Regions from separate parts of the Anas platyrhynchos genome. Here region 2 is linked to region 1. Evidence: chromatin contacts called from public Hi-C data. All regions are on one chromosome and are shown on one strand. Each heading gives the region's core, a stretch centred on a gene start, on an enhancer-like site or on the middle of the called end of the contact. The rest is flanking DNA. Distances are from core to core; before and after follow the strand shown.

Region 1 (6,150 bases), core at 1,289-3,788:
AATATAGGGCTGTTCAGAAGTGCTGACTTTGTCACCAGCAAAAGAAAAAGCACTGTCAACACAGATAGCGTAAGAAACAGTGAACTTTTTTTCTGCTGAACTTTTACAATATGTTTCAACACCAGCTTGGCCACAGCGGTTTGTGTGCCCATTCAGAGCTTGCCACAGGAGAGACCGAGACGCCATCGTGATGGGCAATCGTGAGACCTTTTGTTCTGTACATAGATAGGTAGCAATTTATGCAGGGAGTGCTTTTGGCAGTGTAGACATCTATCTCTTGGGAACTGGACTGAGATCTCATTCAGTTCCCACTAGCTGCTGAACAGCTGCCAGCTCAAAATGACTTCCAGTTAGTGCTGGTCTGAATTTGTTCTGAAGGCACAACTTCAGCAAGCCTGTCAGTGCCCTCAGATGCCTACGGTTGCTCTGGGTCTTTTCTGCTGATTGTACTTGATTGCATGTATACAACACAGGCTGTGATGCTGTGCCTTTTATGTCAGGAGATGTAACTCACACATGGATGTTTGTGGACCGATCCCAAACTTTTATAACCAAGCAGTGACCAGGTAAAGTATCCCTGTGGTATTCAACTGGGGAGCAGACATGTTTGGAATCGGGTCATTCTCATTCCTGTAGCTTGAGTTCCAATGTGACCAGCAATTAGGAGGGTGGGCAGCTGAGAAAATGTTCCTGCACTGCAACTGATTGCTGCAGTTAACCCCAGCAGTAAAACCACAACATTTTGTGGACTGGCAGAAGAGCATGATAAAAATGCTGTGGATATACAGATGCTTATTTCCTATCTTAAGCCCTTACTGATGTGAGACTTTTGGCCCTGTACCAGCAGGTTCACAAGATAGCACATGTAGAAGTGCAAGGATGATGGCAGTAAGTCAAGACCTTTGCCTTAATGAGAGCAAAGGTGCTTGGTAGGCACCAGGTCACTTTGTGTAGGGGGTCTCTGAAGAAGAAATTTCCCAAGGTCATTATCAATGAATTCTTTCCATTGTCTTATATTGACCTTGGACAATGCCCTACATGTTTTTCATGATAATGACAAAAATCACATGTGTAAGGCTCTCCTCAGGCAAGCTCCTTTTTTTCTTCTTTTTTTTTTTTTTCATGTTGCACGCTAATACATCAGAAATTGGCTACGTAAACATTTTAGATTTAAATGTTAGCTGGGATGAGGGGTGAGGCCTGTCTCACAACATTACTGACATTTCCAAGCCGTTATATGAGCCCTGAAATAAGAGATTGGCAACTGTGCGTATTTAACAGCAGCTTCTGGGGGGGGGGGGTGACCAGGCTGTTCTGCATGTAGCTGCCTGACCTTATCTGGATGGCTGCGGAGATGTCACCACATTGTTGTGTTTCCTTTGGGATGTGTTGGCTCAAGCTCTGTTCAGAGGGCAAAGCTACAGTGAGAGGAGACTTGCAGGTGTTCCCCATCCAAACTATTCCATGCTGCTATTGCTGACAAGCAGAGCATTTCCCCCAACAGCTTAACTGCACCCTGGAAAAGGCCCAGGCCTGAAGCGCAGTTTTGTTGTGACTGAAGTACTTCTTGATTTTAGCCTAGCTTGCAAGTTAACAATAATAACAACAGCGAGCTAGTTGTGGAGAGAGCATGGGTATTCTGCAAGTTTTGTATGGCTCAGTCTTGGGAGCAAATCTCAAAATATGTGCCCCCAATTTCCTGCTTCATAAGGAAATCTCTTTGCTTTGAAGATGTTTAAGCAGAGTGAAAAGAAAATTAATGTACAGCCCTGATGTGTCTGCGTCTCAGAAAATGTTTTTCAAAGAGCTACTGTCCTGGAAAAGCAAGTACACGTGATCTCTGAACTGTCAGGCACGATATAGTAAGCGCCGCCAGCAAACCAGACACATCATTCACTTCACGGTTTCATCTTAAACGCTAGAGGTAGCTCTTGCACACAAAGAAACCTCCTTTCTGCAATTACCACAAAGCTCTGCCTAATGGACAGACGGATTTATCATGGGGAAAATATGAAATACATTAAATCTTATGTATGTTGCTGAGAATTACATTTTGGATTATAAAAGCAGCTGGATTAACAGATTTCTTTGCTTGGAAGAAATTAAATGGAATAGTGTCTGCTGTAGCAAACCAGCAGCTGTCCTTGTCTGACTCCTGAAATGGGGTCACAACTGCTGTCTTGTGATCTCCAGAAACGTACACGTAGGCATACAGCAGTTTGACAGTTTGGGATGAGCAATCACATCTGGGAACATCCCAAATGATATAACAATGCCTGAGTGCCTCTGATCTTCCAGTTACTTGTATGTGGCAGGGAAGAATTACTTAGAGGGCTAGCAGTTGGCGGGGGTACATATAAAGCAAGCATCTGTTGTGTTTTGATCTTTTCCCATCAGATCGGCCATTGTCTGATAACCTCTGCCAAACCACTTGCCTCGTCTTGCCTGGGATCATCCTTCGGGGGTCAGACCCACCTTATGTTGAACTGCTTGATCAGCTTATTGGCAAAGATTTCACAATGACTGGAGTACGCCTCACTGTCCTGGACGCACCACAAGCTCATTGCATCTCTGAGATACTAAGCAGGGCAAAGTGCAGTGTTGCAGCAAAGGTATGAAACAGCTGGAGTTGTTTTGCTTCTTTCCCTGTGGAAGAAGAGTCATTTGATGCAGTGCTGTGCTAAGATGTCCGGGCTAGCTCTGGGCAGCCTAGTTTTGGTAGCAGCATTAGCAGAGCACTGCAATCTGGTCTCTAATATGCTGGTAAGTAATTTGGGCAGCGTGCCTTGCTAGCTCGTCCCTACCTTGTGTTCCTCTATCTCCATTAGCTCACTGACACCTAAACTTGACATTGTTATGTTCAAACATATCCTTACTGTGAATGGTTCATCCCCACTAGACATTTTATTCCATTCACCTATCAGTGAGCAGTTGCTGCTATTATGTATGTTCTGCTGTATTTATCTGGAAGAACAAGACAGAATACAGCATTTTCTATTTCCCTTCCTGTAATCGCACCCCATTAATCCTCTTCTACGATGTTAAATAACCCTTCCACTTTTTGGATGGTGCCCTGGAGTTCTGGGCAGAGATTTAATTTTGTGTCTCATTCTGCTGGTGATGACAACTCAAGCCGCAGTCCAGCATTGAGTTTAAGCAAGTGCTCACGGGGTGTAAGCACAAGATATGCTTCTGGGGTGAGCCAATACATCACTTGACATCAGTGCAGCATTGTGCCTGAACTGTTTTTCTCTTTGTACTTGATGTAGGATAAGCCCAGCATTTCAGGAACCTTGCTAGAGCAAAGCAGTAAGGTGGAATGCACAAGAAAGTGCTGTTAGGAACAGAGAGTAAACAACAAGGAAAACTACTTATACTGGAAGTAGTGATCAACAAAGGGCTGTTAGAGGCACACAGTGGTTCCTATGAAAAAAATACAAACATTTGTGTTCCTATCCCTTCAGTTCTTATGAGAGTCTTAGGTGTTACCTGTAATAAAAGCAGGTAAGATCTTTTTAGGTTGTGATTTTTTAAACTGACAGCATCCCTTTGAAGTACAGCTGTACAGAATAGCAATTACATCTAGCATCCAATTAGTCTAAGCACTACTTTCTTCTCCTGTGGTTCCCCTGAGGATGCCATCCCTCTGCGCACAGGAATGTGCAGACCTCTTTAGGAAGGACAAAGCGAATCAGCGTGTGGGAAGGAGAGCCACAGCAGTGGCACTGCTCTCCTGGCGATGGAAACGCTTCCTCCTGTCAGAGATGAATTACTCTGGGCAGAGCTGGCATGTCTCCAGGAGGGTCTGGCACTGCTGAGCCAAAGGTGAACATTACAGCATTTGTGTTCCCTTGCCAGAAGGAAGATGGGCTCCTTCAAGTAATGAGTGTTTCTGCTACAGTATCTCAAACATTTACAGTTATCTCCATATTCCTGCTTCCAGCAGACTTAGTGACGGACTAACACCTCTAAGCAACCTGCTTATTTTCACTCTAAGGGATGGGAACAGGAATAATAGCAAGCCATAGGAATGGGTTAACTAACGGTTCAGACGCAATAATCTTTCAGTTTGAAAGAATCTGTCTCTGTCTTTCCTGTCCTCACACAGCACACAACCAGTTATCTGTGCTGTCAGCAGCTCATCAGTGAGGCTTACAGACTTATTTAAGTGGATAGCAACCCAAAGCTCTGTTCTTCCTTCCCATAGTGTTCCCTTTTAATGGACGGTTTGTGTCTGGTGTTAGCAGCAGAGCGAGACAATGCGGTCATTTGCTTCGACTCCCTGCTGGACAGGTAAGTGAGGAACAATATCAACTTAACAGCACTTTTTCACCACTGTCTCAACTCTCTACCATATAGTGTGTAATCTGAACAAGGACAGCTGATCTTCGTTTCTGTAGTTCTCTTGTGGTTTAGACTCACATGATGTTAGGTACCACTCAAAGGCAATGTGTTCATCCTAAGCTGTGTTGTTTTTAATCTATTGATATCTCAGAGCATTCCTTAGTCTCAAGTCTGCGTGCCCCATGCTCAGGATATTAAGTACTAAGTTGTGTTGTTTGTTAAGGACTTGGAGTGTCTGTAAGGCTTGGCAAGATCGTTCCACAAATACAGGGAGTTCTCTAAAATAAGGGCTCACATTGGGAATAGACCTGCTGAATCAATAAAATTCCTAGGAGAAATATCTTAGCAGATTCTGTGTTTGTTATGAAAAAAAAATGCTTAAAATAAATACCAGAGAGCAAAATCAAAAATCAACCTCTTAAATAAATCACCACAAATGCTGGGTAGAGGATTTACAGGCCTGATAAAACAAACAGAACCCCTCTACAGGGACTGATTAGTGAAATAGAATGATTATCAGGCCAATTAACCCACTGTCTCCCAGAGGGAAAGTTTCCTTGCACAGGGGGTGGTATTTGGCAATGTGATGTGTAGTTCATGCGCATGGTTTCCTCTGGGAAAGAAAGCCAAGAGAATCTGTTTTCTGACACAGTCAGTCTAGAGCAGTCCAGCAGCTGCGCCACTAAGGCTGCCATGACTTTGGCTGTTCCATCAGGAGGATTTCCAGACACTGTCAATGGGCAGGAAGAAGAATTCAAGGATGCTGGAGTTTACAGGCATCGAGGTGATCAAATCAGAACATTTGAATTGGTAGACATCTCAGAGTTCTCATACTTTGATCTAATTTTGTGGTGCTCAGCTGCAAGGCTGCACTTGGGAAGGGCAGGTGGAACAAATTTTGTAGCATATTTTCAAATATGCTTTTAAGCTAATGACAAAATTTGGATATTGATTCTATTGGTTTAAAATCCCACCCTAGGGAGCCACATCATAAATCTTCCAGCCAACAAGGTACAGCACTAAGAGAAAACAAACAGCAACTGATCTTTCAAGTGAGTTTCCTTCTACCCTTTTCCTACTTTATAGGAAAAAGTGAGCTATCAGGAGCCCCAAAGATCACTGCTGAAGGGAGTTCTGGGAGAGTGGCCGTCAGCAGGGCTGGGAGCCAATACAGTATCTCCCCCTATTTTTTTTTCCCAGACTTTCAGAGTCTGGGCACTGCATAACACGATCTGTAACACAGTGCTCCCCCCTTCTAAAGGTTTAACTTGATGTGTTTTAAGATTGCCAGTCTGGAGGCAGCCCCCACAGATCAGACATCACAGTGGCTTCTCACTGCCATTCACAGTGAGCCCAGGGGCTGAGAGGGAAGTGGGGAGGAATAGATGTGAACATGGCCAGTCTCAGCTGTGTCCCTCGTCCTGTATGGCTGCCTGTACAGTACATAAACTTCCTTGCCAAACTGCAAAACACATGTGCGTAAATCACAGTGGCACTCCCAAATGGCAGGATCTGCTCTGCCTTTAGCCCCTGTGCCAGAACTGGTGATCCTACAGCCACTTAAAACTTGCTCTACAAGAATAATACTTTTCTTCCTGATCAATGATGCATGTGGAAGGGAGGGGCAGCAAAGTGTTGCCTGAGGATGGGGAGGTGGAGAGGCATTGATCCTTGGGTAGATCAGCTTCAGCCAACAGGTAAGCTTCCTCCACCATAAGCTATCATACTGTTTAAAATCAACTTTGCAAGTATCTTTGAAAACACAGCCAGTCTGAGCTAGTGTCTCATAAGGACACTTCATGCTAA
Region 2 (6,150 bases), core at 2,279-4,778, 63 kb before region 1:
TGCTTGCATTCCCTCAAAGCTAAACTTAAAAGTACTATGGTCAAAACCTTCCTTGACCTTTTGCTGCCTTACTCTCCATTGGATCTGATGTGACTTTCACAGGAAAATCTCTGAAAAAAAATCCTGGGAGCAGTGCTGAAGTATTTATTGCATGATTGGATACTGTGACAGCTACCCTGGGCCAGCACAGTATGACTGAAAGTAGAGGTTGATTTCCAAAATCACTAGAAATATTTTTAGTTCAATTACTGGTCCTAGGTGGTTTCTTTTATGTAGACGATGCCTTGATCTGCACAGTTTTCAGTGAATTGTTTTGATTCTTCACCTGTCTTACTAAAATAGGTGTCTGTGATTTTCATTACTATTGTAGAAGAGTCTTGATCTTTTTAATGCAGTAGTGTGATGACAACACTGGAAATTGCCTTTTTCTTGCATCTCACCTGAGCACAAAGAGTTGCTGAAGGAAATTGACTGCGGGTTCCAGGGTCCCAACCTAACAATTTACCAGCTGGACCATACTACTTTGGCATCTCACCAACTCTGTTGTGTATCTGCTTATGTGAATGTGCTTAGATTATGTCCTAAGCAGTATTTACAAGTTTTCTGTTTCTATCACTTCGGAAGAGGCATAAATGAAAAAGAATTATGATTTCTGCAGGTTATGAAATTAAACAGATAAAGCTACGTAATTTTATACATTTGCTTCAGAGCAGGGCCATGCTGACCAAAGAGGAAATGGTGAAATTCATGTCTCAGTAGAAAGACAATACCAGGACACGATCCACCAGTTATGAAAGGAATAGTTTTTATGCTGGTTCTGCACAGAAATGCCAGTTTTTCTCCAACACATTGGTGCCATATACATATTTGCAGAAATCAAGGAAAACTTGTATCTTATTTCAGTTACAATGATCTTGTCACACAGTAACTGAACTTTGTTATATGTTGTTACTCTGAAACTAATCTTGCAATGTTAAATCTCCTAGTGACCAAGTGTTGTTTTCATTTATGCTGGACCACAACAGTTACTACATTTGCACCTCTGTGAAGGTAACAGATACCAGCATTTAGCCCTTACTATTTTACTATAGCTTAAAACAATTAATTTTAAAAATTGCAAAATATTTCATACTCAGCCTTTTTCTGGCATCAGAACTGAATTTGGCTTGTCCTTCACTCTAGGTCTTCTCACTCTCTTGGTCTGACTCTGTCTGGGGTTGTGGCCAGCAGTGATGTGCCAAACAGCCAGCAGATGGCCCCTGAATTCCTCCCTTTTTGCACAGTGAGGTATTTAATGAGTTCCTGGAGCAAGATTAAAATCTCTTGTACTTAATGAACCTGCTGCCTCGACTCAAGAAAGGCTTAAAAATAAACTAAAGCAATTAGAGATGATGTAGTTAAATTTAGCTTGCAGAAACAGAAGGCCAAGGTTCCTGTTTGTACCACCAGTCCAGCACACAGGATTCAGAATAGCATGGAAGTTCCCAAGAAAATGTTTTTCTATCAAAGGCAACTGTTAGCTGGCACAGGGCCTGTATTTCTGGCCTCCTCTTCATCTTCCCACATGGTACCAGAGTAGGAAAATGGGAGGATTTGTTGGCAGAGTCCTTTGTGCTTAGGTTGAGTTCAACTGATTTATGGTCCCCTTGGTTGTGGTTAACAAGCTAGAGGAACTAAGGCTGCTACTGCCTCTGCCACGGCCCTGGATGTCGCAGATGCATCCTGAGGATTTGCCTTAGCAGGCAAAGCAGAGAATCTAAGCCTTAAAAGTCTTTGTCACAAACAACTTCCTTTCTACAGGCATTCTGCTTGCTTGCTCTTTGTGTTCTCAGGGTAATAAATGTTACTGGAAGTGTGTGCTTTGGCACGCTTTGGGCACAGATAAATGCAAGTCGGGAACTTTACATCCTGATAATTCTCCCAGTAGTTCTGTGCATGCAGCAAGAGCAGTTAAACATGACATACACTAATCCTGCTTTAATAACCTGTTGTCTGCTTCAGCAGGTTTCTCAGCCACATTGCTGCACCTCTGCACAGAACCAGGAGACACTCATTCTGTACTGAACACAGCAGGACTAACAAAATGCTGTAGAGAACTTCTTTGCATTTCAATGTCCACACAGAGACCCGGTCTGGTTGTTTAGCAGGGGCTTCCACCTTTGTCCACTGTACTTACCAGCTATGGAAGAATGGGACAGTTAAGTCTTTTCAAAGATGAGATTGTTTTGTGCTGTTTTTCTGATGGGAGTTTGAGATGGCCATAGGGAAATGTGAATTATTTAGTCCTTTATATTCTCTGACACATCTTGGAGGAAATTAAAATGAGTTTATTTTATTTTTGAATATACTTCTGCATGATCTTGACAGATGGGAGCATTCATTGTTGCTCCTTAAGGGAAAGGGTAATATAAGTAAAAGGTATAGAGTTTCCAGAATTACATGTGTGAACTTGCTGCCAGTAGAGGTCCTAACCACTCCTCTGTTCACATTAGAAGAATGGTTCAGATTAAACTTGAAGAGAAGACAATAGAGTAAGATGTCCATGGGCTAATATTTATTTCTCATTTAGAAGAGGGCAGGAGGGCAGAGAGCCTTTTTTGCACCTTGTGTCTCTTCAGGCCTTGCTCTTTGATAGGTCCTGTGTTAGCTGGCAGAAGGACCAGCTACAATAAGGTTGTAATGCATATGAACAAGTGCCAGTCAAATTTACTTATGTAAAGAAATACTTTCTGCCATGAGCATCTTTCTTGGAACTCCCAAATGGGAGTTCCCATTTCCTGGCCTTACCTCATGGTTGAGACCTGTGAGGCTATTTGTAGATGAAAGGAGGTTGAATGTGGCCTTCTGCTCTTCCAAGGCGCTGTTCAGGCATGTCTGACACAGCTGCAATGCTATTGTTAAAGAAGCTTTACAGTTTAAACTGTATTCCTAGTTTTTCCTCATGCCTGCTTGCTTAGCATCATGACTTTGGTTGGACCACAGCCTTGAACCTTGACACGTAGGGGGATAAGCTTTGTTACAGCTTGTAAACACTTTATTACAGAAATAATTATACAAACATTCTTAGTGGCAGGGCTATTGAAAGGAATTCAAGGCTTTGTCTGAAATTACCAAGTGGAAGAATCTTACAGTTAGCTTTATTTTAAAAACATAAAGCTCTGTCCAGCAATGTGCCAAGCATGTGGAGTTCCCACAAGATTTGTTGGAGATTGTAAGCACTTAGGAGTTCTCAAAATCACAGAGGACCCATATTTACGGCCTAGAGAATTCAGAGGTCCAAAGGGTTGTATGGATAGTATTTTGCAGCTGGACACAAGATCACACAGCCTGTATGACAAGCTGGACACAATCCATTTATGAACTGCCAGCCGAGAGGTTGAAGAGCGGGCCACTTAAGCTCTGGTAAAACTTCTGGATAAATCAGCTGAGCTTTCAGCAAACCAGCAATGCTGCAATATGTTGTATGGATAGCCCAAACCAGAACCTGTTATCACGCTTGCTCTGCAGGGTTGCTAAGCTCATTCTGAGTTTGGGCATGACACTGCCTCCCAGCATGCCTTTTTCCTATGTCCATTAGTGTATTGCCCTAATCAGGGACTTGGCAACATCACACTGGGAGGGACTTAAGTACTGGAGCTGTAGGAGCTGTAGAAGGATTCAAAAGAGACTGCATAGTTAGCTCCCCACTTTTTTTTTTTTTTTTGGGGGGGGGGAGGATTTCCATATACTATCAGAGAAATACATGACAAGATAAATAGGTTTTTTAAAACAGAAAAAAAAAAAGCACAGCTTTACCTAAGTTGATAAGCATATGATGAATTTCTTGGAGTATCAAACTACTCGTGTCCTTTTAGCAGTATTTAAAGCCAGCTGGGAACAGTTGTGAAATACCAGCCTAGTTTTCAGATGGCTGAGGACCGATTCCATGCTCTATCACAGGTTTTTGAAGTGACTGTGTATAATTTCCTTCCCTGCTGCAGGTATGGAAATGACAGCATATTTCATTTGTGAGACAGTTTGAAATCAGCTGAAGAACAATAGAAGATAGAGATACTAGTGCTTGGATTTTAGACATGATGCTGTTTCAGTAATGTTTAAAAAAGTTTTCTTAATCTTTCTTGGTAATTTTACTCTGCTCCTCTTTGGAGTATTTTACAGGCTTTTGATATTTAATTCAGTTAGCGGGGATCTAGGATAAGGAAATGTTTTACTCACTTTGCAGTTCCATAGAGAAATAATCCATTCCAGAGCCAAGACTAAGGCAAAAGTTCCTAATTCCCAGTACCGTGTTCACATGAAATGTGTAAGTAATTTAATTTCTTTTACATATTTCAGCTGCTGCTTGTCAACCAGGAGTAGAAACTCAGTAGAGCAGGAGCTTTTTGTTATGTGTGCATAGAATACCAGCACAATGAGGCTGTGAATCCCTCCAAGCCGAAGTGTTACTGTAATGTAAACACCAATCATGGAGAAGGCACTTCTCATTTTTAATGATTATGTCTCAGAAAGCAAACAAAATCAAATGGGATTCAATGCTACCTTGATTTAAATTTTAGTGCAATTTTCAGAGCATTTCTTTGTTTACCTGAGGAGTTGAGTCTTTGACAGAAAATTTTCCCACTTCTAGCTAATAAAGAAAAAATTGTGTGCAAAACAGCTGCTTCTTGCATGTTATTTTTGCCAGTTACTTGAATGTTTTAAGCAGCATTCAGACTTGTTGCCAAATGGCCTCAGTTTACACATTTTTTCTTGAATATATTTAGGTGAAAAATAACCATTTAAAAACATTTTTGATTAGTTAATATGCTTCATAACCACACAAACATTCTGTGTTCTCATGAATTATGTTGGAATTGGTCCAATTGGTCCTCAGTCATCTGAAAACTAGGCTGGTATTTGACACGTACTCCTAGCTGGCTTTAACTACTAATTAGAACATTCTTTGTGCTAATGAAGTATTTCAGGGAGCAGTTTTATCAAGGAAGTCGTAGCAGCTCTGACTGTGCTTTTCCCATCACTGCTGCCTGATAGATGTTCTTGTTTCATTCATACTCTTCTGATCTAGTCATCTCAGAGTGACTAGAAAAACGTTGTCCAAGAGAGACCATTACCTGGCTGTGTAAGATTCTCAGACGGTGATAATGTTCCCAACCCAGGACAGAGCAAGAAATCCCGGTAAACCTCACACTGGCGTATACGAGAGACAGCGTGACAAGGGCAGTGCTGCGTGCTTGCATTAGGAGTACTGGCAGCACAGGCAAAAGTTGAGCAGGTTAAGACAGAGAGCATACCCTAAGGTACAAGATTCTTATTTAGGACCAAACGCTTAATGCTGTGGACTTGTCTTGTTCACTGCAGACAACAACAACAACAAAAGTACGTTGAATTTTGGGCCAAAAATACTTTTCTCTCTGTGTGATCCTGAATGATTACACAGTGTCTCTCTAACATATTCTTTGGGCCGTGTCCTTGACTCTCCTGCCAGAAGGGTTATATATTTTTTTGGCAGCACAGGTGTGCTAACCGTTAATTCTAGTGAAGCAGGTAAAAAATCCCTTATAGGGAATATAGGATGAGATGGGATGAAAAGAGATTGTTGTAGAACAATGACACATCCTGACCCAGAAATGTAACTGATCCTGCCTATCACTGACTGACTGCCAGAGCTGTGGTGGATATAAAGCTACTTTAGATTGCATTTGGGGTTGACGATGCTGGGGTGGCAGCAAGAAGAAAAGGTGTACAAAGTGAATTTTCCTGTCCTTGGTTTTTGAGCCATGCAGAGCTCAGTTTCTTCCTCTGTGCCATCTCTGAACTGCATTCCTATGCTCAGTAAATGCTGGTGGTGAGCTGACATTTCACTCTGACACTTACCTTCTTTGTGCTCCAGCAGAGGTGCTGGCTAGCTTTAGCACCTCCATGATGCCAAGGATGGATAGGTGTCTCCTTCTGAATCAGAAGAAATTATATTCTTCATGCCAAAGATTAAGAATAATGGTCCAGAACATTAAAAGAATTTTCAGCAAAGAATTTTTCTTTATTTTTTTTAACTTAGGGCGCTACATATTGTGTGAGGTTATCTGGAGAACTACCAAGATCATAACAAATAATGATTCTGTTTCTCAGGTCTTTGAGTTCCTGCAATCTTAC

The links. Hi-C and Micro-C count contacts between places; a contact is called where the count stands out from the background.
Region 2: a contact with region 1 is called in a Hi-C map of F1 follicle, with 3 times the contacts expected there. The contact joins two enhancer-like sites. A contact is called at or near these places in 2 of 8 Hi-C or Micro-C datasets (F1 follicle and skeletal muscle).

What each region holds. Positions count from the first base shown.
Region 1 is chr15:8,216,054-8,222,203 of IASCAAS_PekinDuck_T2T, reverse strand. DNAAF8 (dynein axonemal assembly factor 8) reads left to right here. Exons shown (of 33, transcript XM_072023718.1): 29 at 2,398-2,612; 30 at 4,208-4,293. Among named protein-coding and RNA genes, the nearest start is that of XPO6, 36 kb to the right of the region's middle. Within about 2 kb of position 2,538, at least 1 of the 8 cell types and tissues checked has an H3K27ac peak or open chromatin away from gene starts, as enhancers often do. A contact at or near this core is called in F1 follicle, where this site is marked.
Region 2 is chr15:8,280,094-8,286,243 of IASCAAS_PekinDuck_T2T, reverse strand. The region is part of intron 10 of DNAAF8 (dynein axonemal assembly factor 8); the gene reads left to right. Among named protein-coding and RNA genes, the nearest start is that of DNAAF8, 23 kb to the left of the region's middle. Within about 2 kb of position 3,528, at least 1 of the 8 cell types and tissues checked has an H3K27ac peak or open chromatin away from gene starts, as enhancers often do. A contact at or near this core is called in F1 follicle, where this site is marked.